Regions from separate parts of the Mus musculus genome. Here region 1 is linked to region 2. A link is a contact called in public Hi-C data. All regions are on one chromosome and are shown on one strand. Each heading gives the region's core, a stretch centred on a gene start, on an enhancer-like site or on the middle of the called end of the contact. The rest is flanking DNA. Distances are from core to core; before and after follow the strand shown.

Region 1 (6,279 bases), core at 1,882-4,381, 820 kb before region 2:
TTTGAATTTATTTTATTAAAAGCACAAAATGTTTACAATCAATTTTATTTTATTGTCAACTCCTTCAAAGATGACTTAGAGGTGATAATCAATTGAATTGTGGTCTTTGTCATATTTTACTATAATGTATTCTAGGTACTTAATCTCTTGTATATCAAGCACAAATGCATGAATGTGGTATTAATATAGATAACTAACTTACAGCACTAAATTACAATGTCTAAGAAGATGAAAGTACTATTTTCTTCCTCATTTCCCTTGTTCTGCAAGATATATTATTTGCATAAAAGGCTCCTAGATGCCTAATGTAAAACATATTCTCTTTCCTTTACTAGTGAACTTTCCTTTACTAGTAACTTTTATATTATTGCTCTATTACACAGCTTAAAAACAAGATTGAAGGGTTCTGTATGTGTGTTTCCAATGAAGTCATTGTCTCATAATTATATTTATATGAGTATCATTCACTTAGTTTGTACATTTATTTTTGAATAAATGCCAAAGTGTTATTTCAGTTTGACCCTTGAAACGGTAATAGAGGCATTGATGTCTAGATCTCTTTCTTCAGCCCTCTTAGGCATGTTAACAGAGCAATGAGGCATGAGTCGGGTTTACATTCTTCACTTTGCTTCGAGAACTGAATGGCTACATGGCTCATTTTCTTGTGTGTGCAAGTCCTCTGCCACATGTATTGAGACCTGCTGATAAGCAAGTTGCATTGCTCAGCTTTAGATTTCTCCTTTTCATTAATGTCTGGTGCCTTTCTTACTGCTAGAGTCAATTGTGAGTAATTTATTATTTGACTTCACCCAGAACCTAAGAGTAGGAAATGGCTTTTATGGCACAAACAAAATGATATGACAGGTTGATTGACATCTGGAGAGACGTTGGAAAAGAGGCACTTCAAGAGAATAAGGATTATAAGATGGTGAAAGGAGTTTTATAAAGACACTATTCCTAAGTAGTACATTATTTTGTAAGGAGTTGGAGTCATGTTTCCATGTTCCTTTTAAGATTGGGAAGTTCTATACTTCCTTAGCCTTTCTGTGTGGCTCTGTCACTGTCATATGGGTAGGTCTAAGGGTCAATGCTTTTAACTTTCATTTGGATTTGCTTGCACGAGGAAGGCTATATACCATGCTTTAACAGCATTGCTTTGAACTCTGACACTCGTTCTCATCAGCACTTGCTTCCTTCCATCCTGGTATATTGGTTCTCCCCTAGTCAACTAGGCAGAGGGAAACAGTGTGACTTTGCAAAGCCACATAGAAGGTAACTAGAATGTAGACACTCAAAACTGTGTTGTCTTCCCCTGTCAGCTGGCAAAGCTCCGCAGTCCCCATGCTACACAAAGGCTAAAATGTCTGGAAATAAACGTAATGTTTTATTCATTTTAATTTTTAGATAGGCCTCATTTTATCTTGGCTAAACGTTGTGGCTAAGGTCATGAGTATGTGTGATTTTCCATTCCTAGAAGGAATTAGAGTTCAATTGCAGTGAAGCTTTGGATAAAGCATTAAATCAATTTGAACCATCAGTATTGCTATAGACTTGACATTAAAAAAGAATTTAAACATAACTATGAATTCCTAAGTAACAGTGGGTATTTGAGAATATTAAATGCGTGTAAATAAAAACAAAACACCACGATTTTCAGATGTAACATGAAGAATAAACAGAAGAACTCCCCATTATGTACGTGAGTTTGGGTCAGGCTCTTGCAGTTGGCATAAAAAGTTACCTTCTTGGGGCTCCAAAGAAACAACAAGAAGGTCCTGACAACACTCTACACAGCCTTTCATTTTTGTTCTGTTTTGTTCTATTATTTGCTATAAAATAGAGGTTTTTAGTTGTCTCATATTCAAAGGATAAATTATACTTTAGTTAGTATTAAGTTATAAATAGTAATAATTGAAATTGTATCATTCAAAACTAAAAAAAATGTATTAATTATGAACCTGATCCAAGGGAAATTATTGTTTGTCTTACTTTAATGAACAGAAGTTCTTTGTAGCCTTAGTATCTTGTCAAAGCTCAGACCAGCAGTGCCAGAGGCTAAGTAGGGCTCCAGTCTTCTGTTGTTCACTGGGTACATTTGCTTTTCTTGAGATACATGCATACATACAGGTAGGTAGGTAGATGATAGATAGATAGATAGATAGATAGATAGATAGATAGATAGATAGATAGATAGATAGATAGATAGATTATATATATTCTGATATAGATTATATATATTCTAGGTCTGTAGGGAAGGTGATATCTTTAAAAGGTCATAACAAATAACCTCATATTTTTGTTATAAATGGTTTGAAGTAAATTCAGAGAATTCAGAAAACCAAATACCAGTCCATGGAAGAACAGTTTGTGGAAGTGATTTCATTTGCAACTGTGTTTCTACTCCTGAAGTTTTCCTGTGTTAGATGACCGTTCTGAAGCCTCTGTATTTTCTAGAGTCATATATGGTTATGTAGATTACCTTACTCTAATAAGAACTGTCTCTATGAGGTGGTAAAGGTCTTAGTGCTTGTTCTAGTTCAGGTAGACTTTCCCCAAATTACCTCGCACCTTACCATTTCTGTTCACTTGAGCTTTATGCTATAGCTCAGGGTAAGAACTGATTACTTCAGTAGTCTATTTATAGTGTGACAGACTTTGTGTAATAGACACGTGGGCCGTCTCTGTCTTGGTATGTTCCTGCATTTTGTAAGTACACAGGGAAGGAAACTAAAGGTTCAAGCCAACAGCATTCAGATGACTGTGGGGACTTGGTAATGTTTGTTGATAGGGAGACACAAGGAATGGAATCATCTAAAAACCTTGCTTGGTTTAGATATAAAAACCATCATGACTTTAGTTTCCTGTCTTCATATTTCAATCATTAAAAGGTGGTTGAAGCACAAACTAAATACTTTCAAGTTCCAAAAGCTGATTAACATTGCAATTTGGGGCAGTGAGTGATGACTTTGAACCTTAAAGAAATTGCACACTCTCATGTCTTTCTCTTCTCGCAAGTTACAACAGGAACTTCTAGCCATAAAACAACAGCAAGAACTCCTAGAAAAGGAGCAGAAACTGGAGCAGCAGAGGCAAGAACAGGAAGTAGAGAGGCATCGCAGAGAGCAGCAGCTTCCTCCTCTCAGAGGCAAAGATAGAGGACGAGAAAGTAAGAGGCACCAGGGTAACAGACACACTGTCTTCTGCATCTTTAGCTGACCGTCGCAAGGAACCTGATAAATAATGAAAAATAAACTTGCCAAAAATGTCCTTGTCTAATGGAAAGAATAACGTATAGACTAAAGTGCCTGTTCACATTAGCTCTGCAGAGTTTAATGAGAAATAAACACAGCATTGGCAGAGACACAGACTGGTTCATTGGGCTTTGAAAGTAAAATCGTGCTGAAGCGACCGAGTGTAAGACTGCCTGTTTACTAGTAATAAAGTAATATCTATGTGTTTTCAGTTCTTCCTTCTTTCTGCCTAGGCAGACACTGTTCTGAGCATCAGGGTGTGCCTCAGTTCTGTATTGGTGTACTTAGACTCTGGAAAGACTCAAGGCAGAGCACTTGCAAACTATCGATCCACAAGAGGGAGACAGATCCAAATGATTGCCCTCTCTCCAGGCAGTTCAGGCTCAGGCATTGCAAAGTTTAAAGTGTGGTGATTTGAACTGAAATTACCAACGAAATTTATTTGTTTAGTACTCAAATGAATTCTAAGACAATGTTGAATTTATAGACAAGAAACTTAGGAGATCATTTTAATGTATTGTAGCTATCTGCAACATTCCCCAAGATCCCTAATTTTAGAAAGATAAAATAATATTAAAAACTAGTGTTTTGTTCCTATTCATGCATCCACTTTTGTAAGTGTTGGGGATTGAACATAGAGCCCCAGAAAGAGCAAAATAAAAAAATTGGCAAGCCGTGTGCCATTAAGACAGCCCCGACTGTCAGCAGTCTTCTCTTTAGATTTAAAGACAGATTGATGATAGTTAGCTGAATTCCCTTCCTATAAAAACGATCAAAGAAATCATTGAAGGTATTTTTGAGGGAAAAAAAAAGTAACATAAGGAACAGTTAAAAGATAGACTTCTTCCACTGTCTAAAGCCTGTGTAGATTTTTTTTTCTTTTAATAGGAAAGCACCATATGCTGTGGCCAGTGATATTTCTTCATAACCTTTGTTGAGCATTCTTGAGTGGCGAGAGGAAGTAACTCACAGTCAGTGTCTGTGTCCCTGTGTGTGTGTGTTGCAGGGGCAGTGGCAAGCACAGAGGTTAAGCAGAAGCTTCAAGAATTCCTGTTGAGTAAATCAGCAACAAAAGACACTCCAACCAATGGAAAGAATCATTCCGTGGGCCGCCATCCCAAGCTCTGGTACACGTATGTTCTGTGTTTGGCTGTTCTTATCCTGGGGGGTTGAGAGCACACAAGTTCTTTCTCTCTGTCTGAACTGGGCAAAAATTCTGGGCCTGCCACTTCTCAGTTGTGTAGCCACAAGTTTCTGGAAATCTCTAAATATCAGCTTTCTTCTCCACAAAAAGGAGTACAACAGTGCCTACCTCTAGAGTTGCTAATAAGGTCTTAAGGAAAACAAACAAACAAACAAACAAACAAAAAACATTACAAAGTAAATAGGAGCAAGCAGTGCTCAGTAATGGTTAGCATTTACCACTGTGAGGGCAGAGAAGATCCTCTTCTTTGTTGAATGAACAAGTGGAATCCGGGAGGACCCAGAGATGGTTTTGAATCCTCATCTAGTACATCTGATATCAGTGCAGAATTTATAAATGTTTAGCAGATTATGGCTTTATTTCATTTCATTTGGCTTAATATAAAATGGAAACTAGAGCTATTTTGAGAAATTCAGACTGTTTTTTTTTTCTATTGTTTTTAAAGAAGAAGAGAAGGGGATGAAGGTAAGGGAGGAAGAACTATAAACAAGCCTAAGCCTTCGCTAACTCCTCCAGGCCCTCCCTGCTGTAGCTCACTTCTTTCCACCAGTGAAATAAGAGTCTGACTGCTGAGATACAGACAGACAACAAGATACATGGTGTTCTTGGAGCTTTTATGGGACCTCGTTTCCCCAACTTCATCAGAGATATTATATAAAATGCCATTCTTTCCTCTGTGAGATAGGAATAATGTGTTTTTCCTCTCAGAATCAGATCAAAGACTAGATATACAAATAATGTTTGATAATAGGCTACTGGATAATGGATTCAGTTCTCACATAAACGTGTTTGTTGAATGGCCTTAAAATTCTGTGTGAATATATATTTCAGTCCCTTGTATCAAGGACAGAAAGTCAATACTAATTATTTTATGGAATTTGTAAGCATGCCAAGTTTCAAAGAACAGTTGCTCCACTTCTGAGTCTGTTGTGTAGGTGACTACTCTCTTGTTCATTTAAAACTGAGGTAACAAGCAGACTTCAAAATATTCCAGACATCTAAACAATTGTGTCCTTTGTATCAGTTGGCCTGAGAAACCAGTCAGTATCACAAATTATCTGAAATATATAAGATTGTGTTACCTAAAACTGTCTACGTGATACCTGACTGATTCATAATGCTTTCAGAGTTAGCAGATTTAAAGAAAAGTCTCTAGTGAGAAACAACTATTAGGAAATAATTCATCTGTGGGGAATTCTTCAGCAGTTCCCTTGAGTATATTAGACATGGTTCCTCATGTCAGTAGTGATCATGGAATATAATTCCAGCTAACCATAAATCATTAATTTTAGCAATTGACTATGCGGCTCTGGGCAATTTTTTTGAATTCTCAACGGAGCGGTCTCCCTCTGCATACAAAGGGGATAGGGACACATTTCGATGCTTTACCAGTTACCAGTATGTGAAATGATCTTCAATAAGTTCATTGTTGAGAGTATTTCTCAAATAAAATCTGTGGTGGATCAGTCAGTGTGGCAGTGGCCCTGTGGCCTGGGAACTTTCTCCATTATATATAACAAGTGTGGTGTTTGTACACACTGGATCCTGTGAGTTCAGTCCTCTGAAGCCTTCTCCGATAGCACAATTGCTTCTTTTCAATGAATTCCTCCAAGGAAGAGCACAGACTTTTTAGGAGTTGGTTTTATATGGAAGGAGAATTTGCTTTCCTTCCCACACATCTGGAGTGCCCATGGGAGTCAGGACTCTGAGACTTCCGGAGCTGTTGTCTTTTTAGTGCAAAGATCATCCTCGTGGACTTGGCTATTGCTATGTGGAGTACCGAGGTCTTTGGATGTCCTCACTTTTGCTGTGGCTGTTCTATAG
Region 2 (6,682 bases), core at 3,271-5,770:
TCAATTGGAAGCTCAGCAAGATCCACTGAGCTGTCGAGGATTCTCTAGCTATGGTTTTCTGGATGCATAAATGAAGCCCAGGCCTCTGGAGTCTAATAGCCTTCAGCATACCAGTCCGCCTATATCAAAACAAAAGGCCTTTGTCACCACTTTCTAACCCCAGAAAATAACTGTCCTGCAATGTGATGCTACTGTGTTTGGAAACTGACCGGTTGGTTTTCCTGTTCTTGCTTCATGGAGACTTGCTGAGGACATGGAACTCCTGAGTCAGAGACAAAGAATTCCCTTTCAGAAAACCAACCAGCACAAGCATGGGAACCTGCTTGGGCGCTTACAGTCATATCTCTTACATGCATGGCAAGTTACCACAAGCGTAGAGCCTTACTTCCTCTTTCTCTCACCATTCCAAAGATTAGCAGTTCTCCACCTTTCTAATGCAGAGACCCTTTAATACAGTTCCTCATGCTGTAGTGACCTTCAACCATAAAACCATTTTGTTGTTACTTTATAGCTGTAGTTTTGCCACTGCTGTGAATTTTAATGCAAATATCTGATTACAGAATACCTAGTATGAAACCCCCCAGAGGGATCACAACCCATAGGTTGAGAACCCTGCTGGGGATGAAAACACAGCTCTACTGGCTCAGAATCTGCATTTGTCATAACAAGGTCAAAGCCCAGGTGTGAGTGGGCCAGGCTCTGGGGGAAAGTTACCAGTGTGCATATTCAGAAAACTGTTGGTAGAATTAAATGGCAACCAGTGTGGCTTTAGGAGTGCAATCCTTGATTTCTTGCAAACTGCTGTTTTCTGTTTTTTGTTTGTTTGTTTGTTTGTTTTTTGTTTTTTGTTTTTTGTTTTTTGATGTCTTCAGTGAATCATGGAAGCCTCCATTTCCAAATCCACTATTAGCAAGGCAAGTATCCACTTCAGCTATCTCTGCCTCTTCTTTGGTATCTCACTGACTTCTTATTGTAAGTGCGGATACAAATACCCTGGGCTAGAGTTTGCATGTCCTACTAACATCAGAACCTAGACCTATGAATCCTCACCAACATGACCCTCCAAATGTGAGCTGAACAAAGATGAGCATGTCAGTATAGATGCAGGAAATCCCCACTAGGCCTCAACAATACACAAAGAACTATATGTAAATGTGCAAAAATGGGAGTGGGACAGGTGGTCTTCCCCAGGAGAAAGAGCACCAACTGGTTGTTCAGTGCCAGATCATCAGCCCAGAATACATACATACAAAAAACATTATCCAGACTGAGCAGATTGCACTTAGAAATATATATGATTATTCATATACACATGCAATAACAATTATGAAATCTTTTTTAAGACCATGAACTTCAAGAAGAGCGGGAAGAGGTATATGAGAGAGTTTGAAGGAAGGAAAGTAGGTAGAGAAATATTATAATTATAAACTCAAATTTTTTTTTAAATTCTAAGAATCAGAACCCATCTATTTTAAAGTAAACACTTTAGCACCTTTAATCACCCTTCAGCTTTCTGTTGTGTATGGTACCATGTTCCCAACATGGCATCAGAATAAGTACATGGTGCATTGGTCATAGGATCTACTTAGAACTGAGATTTTGCCAGCCACCATGCTTCCTGCCTCTTGGCTCTCTGGCGACAATAGCATAGAGTCCTCATGTGTGGCCACATCCAGTTGTTTTGCATCTCAATTGAGAAACTCCAGATTTAGCGCTTTGGAGATTCTATCACTTTTCAAGAAAGCAGTAAGCAAACTCTTTAGTGGACAGGAGATAAAGAGCTCATCTCTCAGGGGTAGTACAAATAGCTCAAAGACACCATGAAGGGTTCTTGTAGAGAACAGTCAGAACCTTACATTCTTAGCACAGTAGCAAGATATTAAAGGGCAAGTGGTGATATCCTGCCCCTAGAACTGTGGCCTCTCACAGACTCAAAGGCTTCCAGTAACTCCACATGACAATTCAGACTTTTAAGCTTCACATGTGATGGTCATTCTCGGCCACCTGCGAAGATCTCTTGTTGATGAAAATTAAGGCAAAGGGTAGCCAAAGCTGACAATTGGCCACGCGCTTACAATCTCTATCATTTATGTAAGATACCGACTGAAAGTAATCATACCCAAGTTCTCACAGGTTAGGATGGCAGGTTACAAAAGGAATACAATAGGAATGCACTCAAACTATGAGGTACTGAAGTTTGAATCTTACTTTTCCTTTTTAAAAAAATATTTATTATTATTGTACCTTTGTGTGTGTGTATGCACATGCTCTTGTGCCATGGTGGACAATGTCGGTACCATGGTATACATGCAAAGTTATCATGACATGCATGTGAATGTCTGGATATAACTTATGGAGTAATTTCTCTTCAGTTTTGGTGGATTCTGGGAACTGGGGGCAAGTCAGATTCACAGGGCATTTACAGCTGATCCATCTGGCTCATCCCTCTCTTGCTGCCTTAATTTAGATGAGTTACTTATTCTCTAAGAGGTGTTGTTTGGTCTTTGGGATGCAATAATAGCCTACAGGGTTCCTGGGAGGATTGCATGAGCTAATTTCTATAATGTTCCTAGCACTGTTTATTATACACATTTAAATCCGTACGTTAAATATTGCACACATGTCTCACAAATGTTTCTCTGCCATTTTCTCCTCTTCTGAACTCACAATATATCCAAATAGGAAGTGATGAGACACTAGGCATCTCCCTCCCCCACCCTAATACATAGTACACCAGAGTGAATACTGATTCAAGAGAAATTACAGTTCCTTTTGGGATTCTGAGTCTCATTACTAAAAAAATTTAGGAGTGAACTCAAACAGAAACTCAAAGACAATTTTATTAGAGCTTGAAGAGAAACAAAACCCGAGACAAGCAAGCAATGAACTTCAGCCATGGTTCAGCAAAGACTTGGGGATGAGGCAGGGATTTCCATGCCTGGTAAGTTGTCATGGGAGTTGGACACATAGTGGACAAGCAGCCACATGGCAGGGATACAGGCTAAAAGCAAGAATAATGAAGACCAACGTGCTTGAGGGAAAAATCCAAAGTGTTAAGGAAAGCATGCTATAATAGATGTAAAACATAATGAGAAATTACATAGCCCTGTGGCCCTGCAAACTACTGTACCAAGGGAAGGGTTCTTAGAGGGAAACTACAATATCTCTGTTCATGTAACTGTAAGAGGCCTGAGGAAGCTGCTCGTCTCACCTCTCTGGGAACTCTGGCAAGGTTTTCCAGGGCAGTTAGGAAGGGCAGGAGGCCCTGAAGGTCACCTGCCCAAGTGTATTCCTTTCTGTTGTCTCTGGTGCTGTAGCTTTGCTGTGGTCACATCTTTTAAAGGCTCATCTAAGGGCTTCACAGTGGAGGCTTCAAATCTTCAGTATAAAATACATTTATAAAACGATGTGGTTGTGTGTGTCTGACTTGCGTGTTGGGTTCTCCCCAAGACCACAAGGAACGCCTACCTTCATGGATTCCAGTCATCCAACAGTCACATCGTGGAAGCCAGTGGGCTTGCTTCTTTGGGTTGAGATGCTCAGAATAATGTAGAAGTGGTAGGTTCCCCTAACCCCTGCCCTGAGGTTGATTTTTTTTTTCTTTAAATCTGTTTTCTTTTTGCTATAAATAAAATGTACCTTTACTACATGTGAGTGTTCTGGCTGGTGTTGGCAATATGCAGCATGAAAAAATAATAAAAATATTGCCAATTTAACATCAAGCAGAAGTAAATTTTAAAATAACTGAGCGTTCTGAGAAAGCTGCTTTTTGTTTTTCTAACCCGGACACTGAAGTCTGCAAGGAGTGAACCACACCCTCGGAGGCTGCCTCAGGTTTACAGACGACCCAGTGTGTGGTCAAGACCTGTAGACTCACAGTTGAAAGTTCATAGCAGGGATGGGATTCACAAACCAGTGGCTCTTTGGGATTAAATTGAAGCCCTCCTCTGGCCAGTGTTCCAAGCTGTCATTCTCTGGAACGTGCACTGGGGTAGGGACTTGTAATCTCCACACATTTTTTCCAGTCTCAAGGACTCTGAGTTTTAAACAAATATTAATGCTTCGATTTCTTTGCTATGGAAAGACTTGAGGGAAGCTTTAGGAGCCTTGCCCGCCAATTTCATGGTGAGAGAGAAGTAACTACCTGACCAGCAGACAAAGAAGGCCAAAGGCACACCAAACCACAGAGTGAAAAGCCCAGTTTGCCAGAACTGTGGCTGAGTTGAAGTGGATTTGGCCCTAAGTATATTAATTCCAGACAGCCGGTGGTCTGAAACAGAAAAGGCAAAAGTAAGCAAACCAATTGGTACAGGAATAAGCTTTTTTCCTTCCCCATCGCATTTCATACGCATCTCCCTCACATGTGCCTCTCTTTTTCCCACACAGCAGTCAGGAAAAAAAAAAAAAGAAAGAAAGAAAGAAAGAGCGTTGCAGGTGGAGTCACCAAGGTCCTGCTGCTCTGGCCAAAGACATCATGTGTCTGGCAGAGCTCTGCAAAGTTTCATGGGTCCTCTGGTCACATGAGAGCCCTGTGTTCTTCTAAGCGATCTGATCCCCTTCCAGTTTCCATTTTACTAAGCAAACCTGTGTGCTCCCCATAGCAAGGCAGTAAACTCCCAGAGACTGCCCGGCAAGTTTTAAAGAGTCAAGCAGAGGTGCTGGCCACATCCACACTTGGCTCTTTTCTTTTGGAAATGTTAAATTTAACTTGGTTTGATTTTTATCTGTTCCACTTGGGCAAGGGAATAAAAGCAAAATAATAACCAACCCTTTAAGTCAAGAATTCCACATTCATGTACACTTGTGTTATCTCCCTATTTTAGAGGAAAAGGGGGGAGATAGAAACACTGATTTTTTTTTAAAGTTTTGTGAAGCATATAGATTTTTCTTTTTAAAGAATTGCATGGAATGCTGGAGCGCTCCCTCTAGCTGTCTTACTTGGTAATGAACATCATGATAATCAAAACAAAACCCCCGTTTCTCCAATATAGGCTAATGTTTATATAACCTTGAAAAAATGCTTTGAATATTAGCAATAAGATTTATGTAGTGTTACTGAATGTCTATTGTTTGGATAAGGGGTTTTTTAAATTTTTAGACCAATGTAGAGGAAGACATGATGAGGGAGATAATGGTGGTGTGTGTGGATAATTCCCGGTGATAGTGGGAATTATCATTTAAAGCACTAAACTAAGAGTTTATCTAATGATTTGGGATGAAACTCTATCATCTTTAACAATACTGGGAAAACTAAGACCCAAAGATTGCATTTCACACTTAATTCATATTAATTGTTGTGTGTTCATCCAAAAAGGGAAAGTTAAAAAATAATGGGCCAGCTTGAGGTCTGTAGTTTTAGCCCTTGGACACACATAGTAGAAGGAGAGAACATATGTGTGAAAGTTGTTCTACAGCTTACATACACACAAAGCAAAATGTGTGTTCCCCACACTTCTCTGAAACTGACATGCACTGCTAATTTACCCAGGAATATACTTTTTTTTCTTATATTCCATTATGTTTTTATATGTAAAATCTTACACAGTTTTGTTTTTATTTCTTTTTTTCTCCCTGTTGACTGTACTGAAATAACCGGGCAAACACAATTTAAATGGGAAAGGGTTTGGCTTACAACTTCAGGTTATAACCCATCCAGGCAGGCACATCACAATAGAAAGAAGTTTGAGGGAACAGCAAGGAATTTACGCCTCAATACTAGGACTCAGGCCACTTTCTCCATTCTTAAATGATCCAGGATCCCTCTGCAGCGAATCATGACCCTAACAGTGGCTAGAGTCTTCCTTCTAATGGAAATGATCCCCCACAAATCTCACATGCCATTCCATCTCCACAGTCTCTCATTGAGCCTCTGCTCAGGCGATCTTAGACTGTAGCAAAATGACAATCTTTACCACCCATCCACTCATATTAAAAGAAAATGGAAACATTGATATAAATAAGTCTAAATTATTTCAAAATGTATCAAATGTGATAGTCTGATAGTGTTTTTTTTAATCCCCTGTGAAGTGGGACCCTCACAAGGATGTGATGGACAAGTCTTTGCTACTTCTAATGGGTGGTCTTCTAAGACCAGGACTAAGGAATACTAAACCAGGACAGAAATGCTATAAGGAATAAATTAAACTTAGGTTACATGTGCCATTGATAATGACAAACAAAAGTTGTGTTAGTGGTTGTTGCAGATGGAGTGTAAAATGTCTCTTTTCTTATGTTTTTATTACTTAAAATATTTTTACATTTAAACTTATCTTGATCATATTGGTCCCCCTCTAAGTTGTTCCAGATCCTCTCATCTTCCCCTACCAACCCAAATTTTAAGTTTTCTCAGTAAACAAACAACAAAAATATAACAGCAAGTCCCCAAAAAGAAAAAAATACAAAATATGACCACCTCCACCAAAAATATCACAAAACTATAACCAAACACAAACACACAGTAAGGTATGGAGGTTTTAATATGATGGTCAGCGATGTCTGGGCACGAGGCCTGTCTCGGAGCTGTTGATTTACCCAATCTCAAACTATTAGAGAAACTGAATGTCTCTCTCTCATCAGGTATAAGTAACAGTCACTTGTTAACCTTTCCCCTAGTGGCTAGGGTTTCATTCATTTCTTCATTCATTCATTCATTCATTTGAAATGTAACAAAAATGTAATGGGA

The links. A called contact is a pair of places that touch in the nucleus more often than the background predicts.
Region 1: a contact with region 2 is called in a Hi-C map of cerebral cortex, with 6 times the contacts expected there. The contact joins two enhancer-like sites. A contact is called at or near these places in 1 of 39 promoter capture datasets (hippocampal neurons), 3 of 15 datasets of contacts at CTCF or cohesin (the NIH/3T3 cell line, pro-B cells and stem cell-derived epiblast-like cells), 30 of 484 Hi-C or Micro-C datasets (the 3T3-L1 cell line, 3T3-L1-derived adipocytes, the BV-2 cell line and 19 more), 1 of 115 datasets of contacts at active chromatin or transcription factors (PVALB interneurons) and 1 of 9 other capture datasets (embryonic stem cells).

Annotation. Positions count from the first base shown.
Region 1 is chr12:34,429,968-34,436,246 of GRCm38.p6, reverse strand. Hdac9 (histone deacetylase 9) reads left to right here. Exons shown (of 28, transcript NM_001271386.1): 6 at 3,016-3,166; 7 at 4,258-4,384. Among named protein-coding and RNA genes, the nearest start is that of Gm51984, 220 kb to the right of the region's middle. Within about 2 kb of position 3,131, at least 39 of the 459 cell types and tissues checked have an H3K27ac peak or open chromatin away from gene starts, as enhancers often do.
Region 2 is chr12:33,606,254-33,612,935 of GRCm38.p6, reverse strand. No RefSeq gene overlaps it. Among named protein-coding and RNA genes, the nearest start is that of Gm23529, 160 kb to the right of the region's middle. Within about 2 kb of position 4,520, at least 10 of the 459 cell types and tissues checked have an H3K27ac peak or open chromatin away from gene starts, as enhancers often do.